2 separate regions of the Mus musculus genome follow, and region 1 is linked to region 2. A link is a contact called in public promoter capture Hi-C data. All regions are on one chromosome and are shown on one strand. The core of a region is the stretch at or near the end of the contact, and the rest is flanking DNA. Distances in the headings are between cores, read along the strand shown. Region 1 holds the start of Clk2 (CDC-like kinase 2). Region 2 holds the start of Msto1 (misato 1, mitochondrial distribution and morphology regulator).

Region 1 (2,996 bases), core at 343-2,842, 250 kb before region 2:
TTTTCCTTTTCTTTTGGGTTTGAGGCAGGGTTTCTCTATGTCGCCCTGGCTGTTTGGAAATTGATTTTGTAGACCAGGCTGGCCTGGAACTCACAGAGATCCACCTGCCTATGCCTTCCAAACACTGAGATTCAAAGGGTGTTCCGCTGCCCCAGTCCTTTTCTTTCTCTCTTTCCTTTATTGAGACAAGGTTCTATTATGTAACCCTGGCTGGGCTAAACTTACTAAGCATATCTGGCAGAATTTGAACTCAGAGATCTTGTTAGTGTCTGCCTCCTGAGTGCTGGTATGAACGACTTGCAAAACCACACTTGACATATCCTAAGCTGGTGTCGATTTTGATATGTAGCCTAGGATGGCCACGAATATTTTCTGATATTAGTTCAGTTCCAAGTGCAAAAATTACAGATGGCTGGGGCTTACAAAGGCTGGAGATCAACCCAGGGCTTCATGCAAGCTAAGTGACCCCCACCATATCAACTGAACTATATCCCTAGCCTACTAAGTACTTCTTAATTAGTATCAGTAATACTTGGCCGGCAGCTGGGCCTCCATTAAATGAAACTGGACTAGTTAGGGTTCATGAGTCCTGTTTTGGTCAAAGGGGAAAATCAGAGCAAAATCACTGTCATATCCAGCAATACGATGAGCCTCGGGGGCAGTCTTGGCCCAGGACATGAGGTCTGTAGGTTTGACTCCAACATCTGGTCACCATTCTCGGCCGCTTCCTCACAACCTTCTTAAGGAAAGTGAGCCTATGGTACACTGGCCTAAAGTGGCTGACAGGAAACCAAGAAGATGCAAGCACGAGGCTTTCCCAGGTAACCCTATCTTGATTAACTTAACATAAATGCAATCTCACTTTGGACACCAACCAACAAAGCCACTGCGTTCTTTCCTAGAAAAGCATATCTAGCCTAACTTTCTTAACTTCTAAACCCTGTTTCTTCCTTGCTTACTCAGAGAAGCTAGAATAATTTCCTAGCCTCAAACTCTTCCTCTACACTGCCATCTTAACACTTTTCGGATCGTATTAAACCCTTGGTCCAACTTTTGCACGACTGGGACCGCTCCGGTGTCTACCTCATCACTTCTAAGGCTTTTCCAAGTTTACTATAGGTCTTGCTGCTACACCGAAACACGTCGACCTCCCTCCCTCTCATCTCGCTACTCTGCTGCTTCGAGAGCCCGACACTCCTAATTTCTCCATATCCCGTTGCCGTCCGTCTGGCGGTAGCCATCTTTCCGCGGCCCCAAGGTCCGCCAGCCCGCGCGCTCACCGTTCTGGCGGCGAGGCCCGTGCGCTTGTCCCACAGGAAGTCCGTGATGGCGGCGGCACTGCGGCCGGAGTCCCGGCACCCCCGCGGCGACGAAGTGCGGTTCCACCCCCCAACCCGGGGCCCTGGGACCTCCCGCCCCGTTCCCGGGCTCTGCTCCAGTCCCGCCCGCCCGGGCTCCGTCCCCGCCCCCAGGATCCGCTCGGCGCCTCTCGCACCGCCCCCGCCCGGGGCCCGATCCCAGCTCGGTCTCCGGCTCTGGCCTCTCCGCTCCGCCGCCGCCGCCGCCGTGAGCGAGCACGCACGCACAGACGCACGCACGTCCTGCGTCACTTCCCAGCCTCTGATGGGCTCCGCCCCCCGACACCGGGCCCTTCGGGCCAGTGAGCCGCTTCCCCTGCGCCTTCCAGAGTTAGAGAAGCGGTGGGTGCGCCTCTTGGTTCGGGTCTCGAGGCGCTCGGAGCTTGTCACGTGTTTGTTGAGTCTCTAGGTCTTTTTATCCTTTCCCATGACACCTTCCTCTTGCTCTTCACCAGAAGACAATTTGTGGCTTATTTAATATTGGCTGTTTTAAAGGATTGTTAGTTATTTACATTGTATCGCTATTGAGCAAACGACTCCAGTGAGGTTTTGTGAAGTCTGGTTCTTCAAACAAAACTTGAAAATATATACCCTCCTGCTTCCGAACGCCAGCAAAGAAAGGTTCCCTCTTTGTTCTGCACAAAAGTATTTCATGTTTGGGGCAGGTGCACAGACATAGAGGAAGGAGAATCGGACGCCGTTGTGTTTTAACTAATCTGTATTAAGTATAAATTTACCGAATCATCTTCCTTTCTTTTTAGATTTACCTTAAATTATTTTTGTTTCTGTAGAAGGGTATGTGCATTTCAGTTCAGGTTTTCATGAGGCCTGAAGAAGGGGCCAGTCAGATCCTCTGGAGCTGAAGTTACAGGCAATTGAGGGCTTACCATTGTGGATGCTGGATCTGCCAGAAGATTGCACTCTTAACCACGGAACCATCTATCTCTCCAGCTTCAGTTTACTAAATAGTACAAAAGAAGAAGGAGAAGAAGAAGAAAACGAAAAGGAAGAAGCAGCAGCTAAACATGGTGGTTCATGCTCATAATCTCAGCTCTTAGACGACTGAGGCAGGATTATTTGGAGGAGCTCAAGGCCCGCATGGGCTGCAGTGTGAGACTGTTTCAAAATCAAACCAGCTCAGGATGTGGCTTAGTTGGTGGAGTACTTGCCTTTTGCCCAGAATGCCCTGGCAAGAGAGCCATACATACAACCTATACACGTAACCAATCCCAGGACATAGGAGGTGAAGGCAGGAGGATCCAGGTTATTTCTTCCTTCCTTCCTTTTTTTTTTTTTTTTTTTTTTTTTTTTTTTACTTCAGTTTTTTGAGACAGGGTTTCTCTGTGTAGCTCTGGTTGTCCTGGAACTCACTCTATAGACCAGGCTGGCCTTGAACTCAGAAATCCACCTGCCTCTGCCTCCCAAGTGCTGGGATTAAAGGCGTGCGCCACCACTGCTGGGAAATCAAGGTTATTTTTGCTATATAATGAATTTAAAGCCAGCCTGAGTACACTGATAACCTGTCTCAAAAACAAAGGTTTGGTTTTGTTTTATCTTTTGTTTTGTTTTTTGTTCTTGTTGTTGTTGTTGAGGGGCTGGAGAGATAAGTTAGCAGTTATGAGCACTGGTTGCTCCTCC
Region 2 (2,968 bases), core at 89-2,588:
CTGATGCCCTCTTCTAGTGTCTCTGAAGACAGCGACAGTGTACTTACTTATAATAATAAATAAATCTTAAAAAAAGAAATAAATCTAAAAAAAAATCTCAAAATTAAAAGGCAGTCATTCTTTAAAATACTGTTCTATATGATGCATTTTTCTAAGTATTTTACTAGCAATGTGCTTATGTTCAGAATAATGTACACAGCTAGGGATTTGGTTCCGTACTACCCTGTGGGTGCTCAGGTTAGAACTCTGGTCTGCAGGCTTGGCAGCTCCCAAGCTCCCCTTAACCCATCGAGGATTTTGCCTGGACCCATTTATTTTATTCATAAGTGAATACTAGATGGTCCAAAAGAAACAGAGCAAGCCATTTGGAATAGTAATTTGTTTTGTTTGTTTTGTAACTTAGATATGGTCTCATGCAGTCAGGTGAGCCTTCAACTTGCTTCGGAGCCAAGGATGAATAATCTCTCTCCGCATCCTAGGAGGGCTTACAGGTTCCAGCCATCACATGCGGCTTGGAAACGCTCTACAAATTGGATAGCCAAACGTTTATAAAAACATAAAAGACTGTTCCCACAGCCGGGTATGGTGGCACACGTCTTTAATCCCAGCACTTGGGAGGCAGAGGCAGACAGATGTCTGAGTTTGAGGCCAGCCTGGTCTACAAAGTGAGTTCCAGGACAGCCAGGGCTATACAAAGAAACCCTGTCTCAAGACAAACAAACAAGCAAACAAAAGACTGTTCCCAACCTTATCAGTGGCACGGCCTTTGATTCCAGCACTCCGGAAGTGGAGGCTTGATTTCTTTTGAGTTTGAAGCCAGCCTGCTTTACACAGTCATTTCAGGCCAGCCAGGGGTTACATACTGAGAATCCATCTCAAAAAGATAAAAATAACGAACCAAGTCAAAGAATAAATGAAAAGAGCACTTAAGTACAATCAAACTACATGAACACGCGAGAAAGGGACTACAATCTTCCCCAGAACCTAACAGAAACCGAACCATGGGGCCAGCCCACTGGTTTAGCAGGGCTGGGACATTAGAGATGGGAAAAGGAAGTGAGTGGGAGGATCCAGAGGAGTCGAATTCCCCCTCAGATTTTTTTTATCCCCTCGCGTGAATTATTAGCTACAGGAGAGGGGCATCTGCGCGAAGAGAGACAGAAGCAGGTGAGAGAACCTTCCATGACCTTGGCCAGACCCGCCACAGTCTGAGGCGCAGAAGGAACGGAGAGACAACAGCCGATCGCGGCAGCTTCCTACATTCCAAGAAGAGGAAGAGGCGGGGCGTGAGCTGCGGCCTCGGAGACCAACGAATCGGGAGGCCAACGGGAAAGCACGTGCTCGCGCGGGAGCCGCCCCCTCCGGCTGATGGGCCCGCGGCGGCAGTGGAGTGCCCAAGAGCAGCGGCGGTATGGCGGGCGGGGCCCGCGAGGTGCTCACGCTGCAGTTGGGACATTTCGCGGGTTTCGTGGGGGCGCACTGGTGGAACCAGCAGGTCAGGCACCTAGCGGCAGCCCGGCGTTCCCCGCAGACAGTACCGGCCCTGCCCCTCTTCCCCCTCCGCTCAGCCCTGTGACCCCTACAGGATGCTGCGCTGGGACGCATGGCCGAGGACGAAGAGTCGCCAGGCGAGCTGTGCCCCGACGTCTTGTACAGAACAGGCCGGACACTGCATGGCCAGGAAACCTATACGCCTCGACTCATCCTAATGGATCTGAAAGGTGAGGCGATGGTGGGCTCAGCCAAGTTTTCCCGTGTGGCGTGCGAGGGCCCTAGCATCAGTTCACTTCAGATACCGGATCGGGCACAACCCCCGACGATGTCGAAAAGGCAAGTTTACTTCAGGATCTGGCTCTGGAATTGTCAGTATAATGTTAAGCTGCTTGCACTCACACCTACAGACGGACCACAGCTTGTTTTGTTTTTTTGTTTGTTTGTTTTCGAGACAGGGTTTCTCTGTATAGCCCTGGCTGTCCTGGAACTCACTTTGTAGACCAGGCTGGCCTCGAACTCAGAAATCCGCCTGCCTCTGCCTCCCTAGTGCTGGGATTAAAGGCGTAAACCACCACTGCCCGGCTGGACCACAGCTTTTGAGAGAAGGATGGATTCCATATTCCCTGTCCCATCTAATGTATATCCAAGTGCCATGTAGTTGGGCACGCCCTTAATCCCAGCCAAGGCAGGTAGAAGCTCTGAGTTCAAAACCAATTTGTCTGTATTGTTGGAAACTACTCAGGGCTACAAAGGGACACCTCATCTAGGTAGAGAGGAACTGCCACACCATATTCCCTGACAGGTGATCAGTTTAGTCTTGATCACATGACCCCCTAGGTTTAACCTTGCCTTTCATTTCTGGGCAGGTAGTCTGAACACTCTAAAAGAAGAAGGTAACCTCTACAGAGACCGACAGCTAGAGGCTGCAGTAGCGTGGTAAGTACCGCTCCTGTGAGCATGGCCCACTGTGTGTACATAGACGGCTGGAGAACTCTGCTTACTCTTACTCTTTCAGGCAGGGGAAGCTCAGCACACACAGAGATGACGCCCAACCAAAGAACCCAAACCTCCAGGGCCTTCTGAGTGCAGAGGTGATGACGAGGGGTGGGGCTCTGTCCCAAACCTTTAAACCTGCTACAAGCACAGTGGCTCTCCGATGCACAGTAAAAGGTGTCTAGTCACTGTAAATGCCATAGAGTAGTGTTTTTGGAAAAAGCACCGTTGTCTCTGAACTGGCGGGAACCCAGAAACTGGCTCAGAGGTTAAGAGTCGGACCTGTTCTTCCAGAACTCTGCATTGAGTTCCCAGGGTCCACATCAGGCAGCTCACAGCTGTAACTTCAGTCCCTGGGGTTCTAACACCCTCTTCTGGCTTTGGGTACCTCAGGCACGTGGTGCACATAACCTTAAAGATACACGCAGATACACATAAGTAAGGATACGCCCATGGCGGACGAAAACAACCTGGAACTAAA

The links. Promoter capture Hi-C pulls out the DNA fragments that hold promoters and counts their contacts.
Region 1: a contact with region 2 is called in a promoter capture Hi-C map of erythroid cells, with 3 times the contacts expected there. The contact joins the promoter of Clk2 here to the promoter of Msto1 in region 2. A contact is called at or near these places in 13 of 39 promoter capture datasets (the 3T3-L1 cell line, the C10 cell line, the SN4741 cell line and 8 more), 2 of 484 Hi-C or Micro-C datasets (forebrain and liver), 9 of 115 datasets of contacts at active chromatin or transcription factors (the SCID.adh cell line, astrocytes, effector CD8 T cells and 3 more) and 4 of 9 other capture datasets (adipose tissue, liver, macrophages and 1 more).

Annotation. Positions count from the first base shown.
Region 1 is chr3:89,163,391-89,166,386 of GRCm38.p6, reverse strand. Clk2 (CDC-like kinase 2) reads right to left here and starts at 1,592. Exons shown (of 13, transcript NM_007712.4): 1 at 1,281-1,592. It overlaps Gm45927 (predicted gene, 45927), which reads right to left and starts at 1,592. Exons shown (of 19, transcript NM_001310017.1): 1 at 1,281-1,592.
Region 2 is chr3:88,912,320-88,915,287 of GRCm38.p6, reverse strand. Msto1 (misato 1, mitochondrial distribution and morphology regulator) reads left to right here and starts at 1,338. Exons shown (of 14, transcript NM_144898.2): 1 at 1,338-1,495; 2 at 1,586-1,721; 3 at 2,361-2,430; 4 at 2,510-2,585. The coding sequence starts at 1,412.